Linked DNA regions of Mus musculus: region 2 is linked to region 1. Evidence: chromatin contacts called from public promoter capture Hi-C data. All regions are on one chromosome and are shown on one strand. The core of a region is the stretch at or near the end of the contact, and the rest is flanking DNA. Distances in the headings are between cores, read along the strand shown.

Region 1 (3,752 bases), core at 356-2,855:
GAGAATATTTTTACTGAGTCAGCGGAAAGACAAAAAAAAAAATTAGTAGGTCTTCCATCTGAAGATCTGAGGAGGAGTCACAGACAAATTTCTGAGGTATATCTTGGAAAAACTTTGAATTTACCAGAATGTAGTGCACTGGAACGGAACGGTGGCGTCAGATTCTTGGCTGGAGGTGCCCATTTTAAAGTAATATTCCCAAATAATGATATTTATCTCATTTGTGGGGTAAGGTTAATTAGCTCTCCTCCCTTTCAGTATTATCAGGGCACCACATTGGCAAGGATAATAGAAACAGAAATCTGAGGTTTGGTTTGGTTTGGTATTCCCATCGAGTGGGCATTCGTTCGAAAGGGTGTCAGCTTTGTTAGTGCTAATTAGAAGGCCGCTTAATGTCTGGTTTCCATGACTGAAAGAGGGCCCAGCTCTGGCTTCATTAAAAGATATGTTTAAAGGTGTGAGGGATGTCTAACTTAGGTAAAGGAGGTTAAAATGGACTCTCCGAGTGGGTGCATATAGCTGTTAGCACCGAAATGTTCTTGCTGAACGGGGAAACTATCCTGAAGGCAGGCTTCTTTCTGAAGTTGAGGTTTCATCTTGCCTTGCTTTTTACAAAGTGATTGCTCTCCACGGTTTGAGGGTTTGCATGGTGGTGCTTTTTCAACTGGGAAGTTCTTTCTGCCTTCGCCATCTTCCTAATTCTCTCTGGGCCGTGGCTGTTCCATCAATCTTCTCTGGGCACTGTATTTTGAGGATGGAATCCTTATTTTCCTCTCTAACCCCCATCATCCTTTTCTGGTTGTCTACTTTGGGCTTCTAATTTCAGAGGGGCTCCTTGGGGAGACCGACAGCACACACTCTCGGATACAGTGGGTTTGAGTAGCTTTCTGATAAATTACTGCTAGGAAAGAGAAGCGAAGGGTAGGCATAAACGGAAGCCCCTTTTTTGATTAGCTTGTCAGCTGAGCTGCATGGGTTCGGCACCGTGTAATGAAAAACGACCGGCCTCCCTATGCAGCAACGCTGAGAAGCTGGGCGCGCTGGGTGGGTGTTTACTGGGGGGGGGGGGTGTCCTTCAGTTTTATTTATTTTTTGTTTTGGCCCGTGTTGTTTTTGTCAGCAGCACCTCCATACGGGGCGGGAAGGTGAGTGTGTGCGTGTGTCTGTGGCAGGCAGGACGGGTGGAAGAAGGTCCTCCAGCCGAGCGCAGAGAGAGCCACGCTGCCGCCTGGCGCAGTTGCCAGGACAGCGCGGCGCGAGCAAGCAACGGCAGAAGCCGCAACCGCGTTCCGGCTGCGAGAGAAAGTGACGCATTGCAGGTACAAATCAGCCAATCAGCAGCAAGCTCAACGAGGTTCGCCTGGTCGACCGCCACCGCGGTGCTCCTCCGCGCCGCAAAGTAGCTCCTGCCAGGCGCGGTTCCCCCGGCCTTTTAACGGCTTGCCTGGGAGTGGAACCCACTTACGTCATCCGTCCCCCTGCTCCCCTTTCTCTCTTGCGTGTCTGCCCAGTGACTGCGGAGAAAGGGGGTCTCCCGGAGAGTTGGGGGGGGGGAGGGGGCGGGGGCTGGCCGGGACTCGTTCGCTAGGTTCCGTTATCTGGATGAGGCGGAGGGATCTGGCGGAGGGAGGCGGAGGGAGGTGTTTATGAGGAGCTGGGGGCGGAGGAGGAGAATTAGTCCGAGTGGAGCGAGCGAGTCGAGCGGTTGTCTGGTCGCGTCTCGGAAACCCGTAGCCCTTGCAGCATGGTGAGTGCGTAGCTGAGCGGCCGGCGCCCCGCGGGTCGGGGAAAGATGCTGAAGCGGATTGACTAAAGAGGGGACCTCCCCTCTCAGAACTGTCCTCGCCAGAGGGACGGCACCAAAAAAAAAAAAAAAAAAAAGCCAGGAGGCCCCCCGCGACACTTGTGTCGCAGGTGTCCCCCACCCCTGTCCTCTTGGGTTCCCTTTTAGATGAGTCGGGGGACCGCTGCGGGGCTTGGCCGGGGGAGGATGGATCTGGGGTGCGGGGCCGTGGGCTCGGTCGAGAGAGCAGAGCAGGAGGGGCTGCGGCCGAGGCGGCGCCAAAGGTCAGCCCCGGGGGCCGGATTCAAACCGCCAACGGCCACCGCCGAGCGAGCGCGGGCGCCAGGAAGCGCCTTTGTCCGCCCGGCCGCCATGCGCGGGGGGTGGGGTGGGGAGGAGCGCGGGGCCCCGAGGCGAGCGGGCGCCGTTAGCCCGCATCCCCGCGAGGCCGGGCCGGGCCGGGCCGGGGGCGCGCCCCGTGGGTCCAGCCCGTGCGGGGACCCCCGCCGCGGGGGTCGGGTGGGGTGAGCGCGCGGGGCCCCGAGCCGCCGCCCTACGCGGCTCGGCTCGGCTCGCGCCCCAGCTGCTGCGCTGGCACCTGCAGGACTGCGGAGGTCTGGGCGGCCCGCGGCGCTGCGGGGATGGGCGGGGGAGGGGACCCCAGCAGTCCCCCCTCCCCCTCCGCGCAGGGCTGCTGCTGCTGCTGCTTGTTCACTCCATCTGGTGCTGGCTTCCGCTACCCAGACTGGATGATTAATTTTTTTTTCTTTTTTTAAATCGTTGAAGAATACAAGCTTTTGCTGGAAGTCGGGCGCTTTCTCAAAAAAAAAAAAAATAGAGCTCGTAAAGGGAAAGCAACCGACCTCAGTTAGGGTCTCAAAGGCGTTTTTCGGCCCCCATGAGCTAGTGGAAGTAGCAATTAAGGGGCGGGTCGCTAAATTCTTGAGTGCTCAGGTGCACTCCTGTTCACCTCTACCACACGCAGAGTTCCTTGAAAACGACTTGCGTTTCAGAGTGGAAGTTGCCATCTGATCTTAGTTCTTACGGACAGTTCACCTATGCAATAATGGCCGTCAGTAACTGTACACTTAAAGAGTGTAAAAGAGAGCAGGAGATTTTAGAAAGAGCTTTGAAAAATAAGTCCCTCTTCGTGTTTTCTGTTTTAAAAAAATTAATGAGGACGATAATTTGCAATACTTATTTTACTCCCTTGCCAAATGGTTACAGCAATGGGTGTGTCCAGGAGGCAAGGTGACATCTTAAACAGTAGTTGGGAATCCCTGCCAACTGAAACCTCCAGCCTGCTTGGGTGTGGGGAGTGTTCACCTTGAGAGAGCTAGCCTTCATTTAACTTTGGTGAATTCTTTTTGATATATATTTTTTAACTAATGAATTTTAATATGCTGACTGAATTTGTTCTTTGTAAGGGGAAACACGATGTAAATTATAGGCAGTAATTGACACTCCAAGTTGTATAGTAACTTATTATTTTTTTAGTTAGCATAGGATTTAAATCTTTACTGGAAAATTAGAATTTATATCTTAACAGTGGTTCTCCCCAGTAAGTTTTATATTTAAATGTATCGTTGCTACATCGACAACTATTCTAGTAACTTCATAATATTTAAGACTTTAGATTCTGAGGACTTCGTTAAAGAGAAAAAAATTGTTCTGTTAGGTACCTATGTATATAGAACTGATTACAAAGCCCTTGGATTTGCATGCAGTCATTGTATTTTTATTGGGATGTCATGTATTGAAAGGAATGTGCTGTTGATGGCTGGGTGACACAGGATGTAAACAGTAGAAAATGTCTCGAGTGTGTCTAAGTCAGTCCATTAAGCTGAAGGTTTTTATTAGGCTCAAAGATAGGGATTTGCTTTGGCTGCATTATAACATAGAAACTTGTAGCTAAGCTAGAGTTGAGACTTTCAGTCAAGGCCCTGATTTCGATGAAGTTTTGTTCTCC
Region 2 (3,752 bases), core at 453-2,952, 1.1 Mb before region 1:
CTTGCTACACTGTATCATAATTGCAGGCCACGCTAATTTAAGGGTCTATTAAAGGTGATTGTGCAGCTTGAACTCCGGCTTTCTCAACTGAGCCTGGCACACTGCTTGCGGGGTGCACATATAACATGAGTTTGTTGAACACATTAACATACCCAAAAGAATAAAACCTTTCCATGCCTTTCATTACTTTAGGAGGTGATATAATTATTCCCGCAACACGGCCACTGCTCTGAGCCCTTCTGGAACTCTACTCACTGGCCATTTGGAACCAAACTTTCAAAGTTATTTACCCTCCAGAGATGGAAATCGGGCCCCTTACTTTATATGCATGAAACATTTTCAACCAAAAATAGTAGTGGCAAATTTGGGCACTGCCATCCTCCACCCACCCTCCTTCGTTATATGGAACTGTTCCAAACAAGGGAATCCTCCCCCAAAAGACAATGCACTATCTCAGGCGCTGAGCCACAGAAGTCTACGAGGATTTCAGACGGAACTACAAAGGGAGTGGACAAGGTGAGTGATAAGCTGAATGCCATCAAGGCTCCCATCTGATGCTGAGGACTTAAGGGTGCACGCTTAGGTGCCAGTATCATTTCTTTATATTTCACTTTACCTTCCCAAATACAAGCTTAATAAAATCATAAAGGGGGATGTCGTACACTTGGGTTTTTTTTTTTTTCAAATTAGAAAAAGGGCGAAATCTTTTCATTGCTTCTGTGAATGCCAAGATAATTGGAAATTAAACACGACTACCGAATCCTTTTCAAAGGCGTGAGATTCTGCTTTAATAACTTCATTAGAATATTCTTCAGGCAGAAAACCCTACCCAGAAACTGCACCACCCTTGTCCAAGAAAAAGGTTTCACCATTTGAAAGACTGACACTTCAGAAGGCCGGGTCCCTGTTTTGCATAATTCTGTATTTAAGGAGAACCTGCGGTGTGCACTGCCCCATTCCACGGAAGGAAGGTGCAAGAGAAAAAGACATCAGCCCCACCACCCAAGCTGTCAAAATCAGTGGCGACAACATCTGTATTCCAAAGCACCCATCCCAATGAGGCCGTTTACGCTCCCAAACTGATGTGGTGGCAAATAAGTCGTTTTAACTTTAAAAGCATCTCCTCGCGAAAAGGAGATGGTGATTTCCCCATCATCGGGCGAACTGAGAAAGCAGAGAGCATAGGGTGGTCCCTCATTCCTCCCTTCCCCTCAGGCTAGCACCAAGAGCTGTGCCTTGGATTTCTGTCATTCCATTTCTAAGCCTGCTGGTCCAGCGAGAAGGAAGACTCAAACTCCAGCTCCTTTCTGCAGAGACGCACACGGACCCAGACACCGCCCGGCCCTATCTCCATGGAGCTGCAGGTGGAGGCATCGTAATGGTGGAAGCAGGAGGTGGAGAGGAGAGGAGGAGCCCTCTGCATCCCCCCCACCATCCCAAATCGCTGCCACGGCCAGCTGAGGCCTCCGGGCCAGAAACCCCTGTCTCCCCCACCCACGATGGGTACCTTCGAGTACTCCTGAGCCAGCTTCTGGTACTTCCCCTGCAACTCTGCGGAGGCCATGGCCTCCCCCGCCCCGTCCAGGCCTGGCCGCCCGGGCTGCCGAGCCCCGCCCCCCGCCCCCAACCCCACACTTGCTCCTCCCGGGCAGGGCTCAGCCAGCTTCTGCAGCACCGCCGCCGCCGCCGCGCCTCCTCCTCCTCCACTTCCGGGTTTCCAGGCGGGAGGGAGGAGGAGCGGGACCAGAGGCGGGGCGACCACCGGGGGCGGGGCGACGTCTTGACATCACCGCCCCGCCCTCTGGTGCTCCGGTTCGCGCATGTGCGGCCCGACGGACCCGCCTGTGCGGTGCTTTTGCCCCTCCTGAGACCCTAGACGCCATGTTGGAAGAGGCGGGAAGATGGCGACCCGTTTCCGGGCGAGCCAGAATCAAGCGGGAGGAGAATGAGTGCCTACGGAATGGATGGAACACCGAAGGGAGAGACAGAGGATGCAAGGAGAAGCATTCTAAGAACATCAAGAATTCTGGCTACCCAGTCCCCTAGTCGCCATAGCAACCGCCTAGCGTCAGTCGCTTGCTTCTTGGAAGCTTGTTTTCCGCCTTCTCATTCATTATCTGGATACCCAGACTTGTGCTACACTGTAAACCGTCCAACCTAGCACATATTTATACCGTTTGCCCTTCTCCCCTTCTCAGATCAGAAAACCTTCATTGTCTTCTGTGTTTTGTCATTGACCTTTCTCTACTCAAATGCCACATGCCCGCCCCTGACCCTTATTCATCTATCAGAACATTTTAAGCCGTAAAAGAACATACAGTTTCTGAAAATTTCTACCACGCATTGAGATGTAAAGACCATTAATGTTTTGTTTTGTTTTTAAAAAAAAAACGGCTAGACTAGATATCTTGAGATACCTTATGATGAAAAACTGCTCCTTTTCATTTAAAATATTTTTGACAGTTCTGTTGAGGATTAATGTAGGTATAGCATTGAAGTATTTCTTGTTAGAATAATATGAATGAAGAAAGATATGTGTTTCTTGAGACATAATATGACAGTTGAAACTAATGAACTACATTTGTACACAAACACATACATATGAACATTATGCTAAATAAGTCAATTGCACTGGGTGCAGCTGTATAAACCTTTAATCTCAGTACTTAGAAGGCAGACAGGCAAATGGATCTCTACTGGTTTACATATTAAGTTTCAGGCCAGCCAGTGAAACTCTGTCTTTAAAAAAAAAATAGTGAATTGTAATATACTATAAATAATCTTAAAAATTATGAAGTGGAAGTAGCCAGACATGTTTAGTCATACCAGCAGTCCTAGCATTTGGGAGGCTGAGGCATGAGGAAGTCAAGTTTGAGAGCAGTCTGGACTACACACACACAGTATGTACTGTGTGTGTGTGTGTGTGTGTGTGTGTATAATCTCCATAATATGTGAAGTAACATTATTCCGATTTTTATTTTATTTAATGTATATGAGTACACTGTAGCTGTACAGATGGTTGTGAGCCTTCTTGTGGTTGTTGCAAATTGAATTTTTAGGACCTCTGCTCACTCCAGCTGGCCTGGCTCACTCAGTCCCTGCTTGCTCAGGCCCAAAGATTTATTTATTATTATATGTAAGTACACTGTAGCTGACTTCAGAAGCACCAGAAGAGGGCACCAGATCTCATTACAGATGGTTGTGAGCCACCATGTGGTTGCTGGGATTTGAACTCAGGACCTTAGGATCAGTGCTCTTACCTACTGAGCCATCTGGTTTTTTTCTTTTTCTTTTTCTTTTTTTTCTGAGACAGGGTTTCTCTGTGTAGCCCTGGCTGTCCTGGAACTCACTTTGTAGACCAGGCTGGCCTCGAACTCAGAAATCTGCCTGCTTCTGCCTCCCAAGTGCTGGGATCAAAGGCGTGTGCCACCACTGCCCGGCCCAACATTATTCTTAAACACATGAATATGTAGTAAAAACACAGAGACAACTAGAACACTGGTTGTTCGGTGCCTCTAGCAGAAAAAGAAGGAAATGAAACAGGACAGAGGAGCATCAACTTGATTTCTCTAGGTTTTTTAAAGTAAATATTATTACCTTTATTATGGAGGAAACGCATCTAGGAAGGCTAAGTCAGCCCTGTGGATTATTTAGAGGTATAATTAAAGTGAAAGCTGTGCTAGCTAGCTTCTCTTTTATCTGGGAGCAATCCAGGAGTTGTTCAGCAAAGAGCTCAGCCTGTATCGTTTCCT

Evidence for each region. Promoter capture Hi-C pulls out the DNA fragments that hold promoters and counts their contacts.
Region 2: a promoter capture Hi-C map of pre-B cells shows a contact between it and region 1, with 3 times the contacts expected there. The contact joins the promoter of Ppp1r21 here to the promoter of Calm2 in region 1. A contact is called at or near these places in 3 of 39 promoter capture datasets (the C10 cell line, liver and pre-B cells).

Annotation. Positions count from the first base shown.
Region 1 is chr17:87,444,788-87,448,539 of GRCm38.p6, reverse strand. It overlaps Calm2 (calmodulin 2), which reads left to right and starts at 1,605. Exons shown (of 6, transcript NM_007589.5): 1 at 1,605-1,747. The coding sequence starts at 1,745.
Region 2 is chr17:88,528,074-88,531,825 of GRCm38.p6, reverse strand. It overlaps Ppp1r21 (protein phosphatase 1, regulatory subunit 21), which reads right to left and starts at 1,702. Exons shown (of 22, transcript NM_028658.4): 1 at 1,508-1,702. The coding sequence starts at 1,564.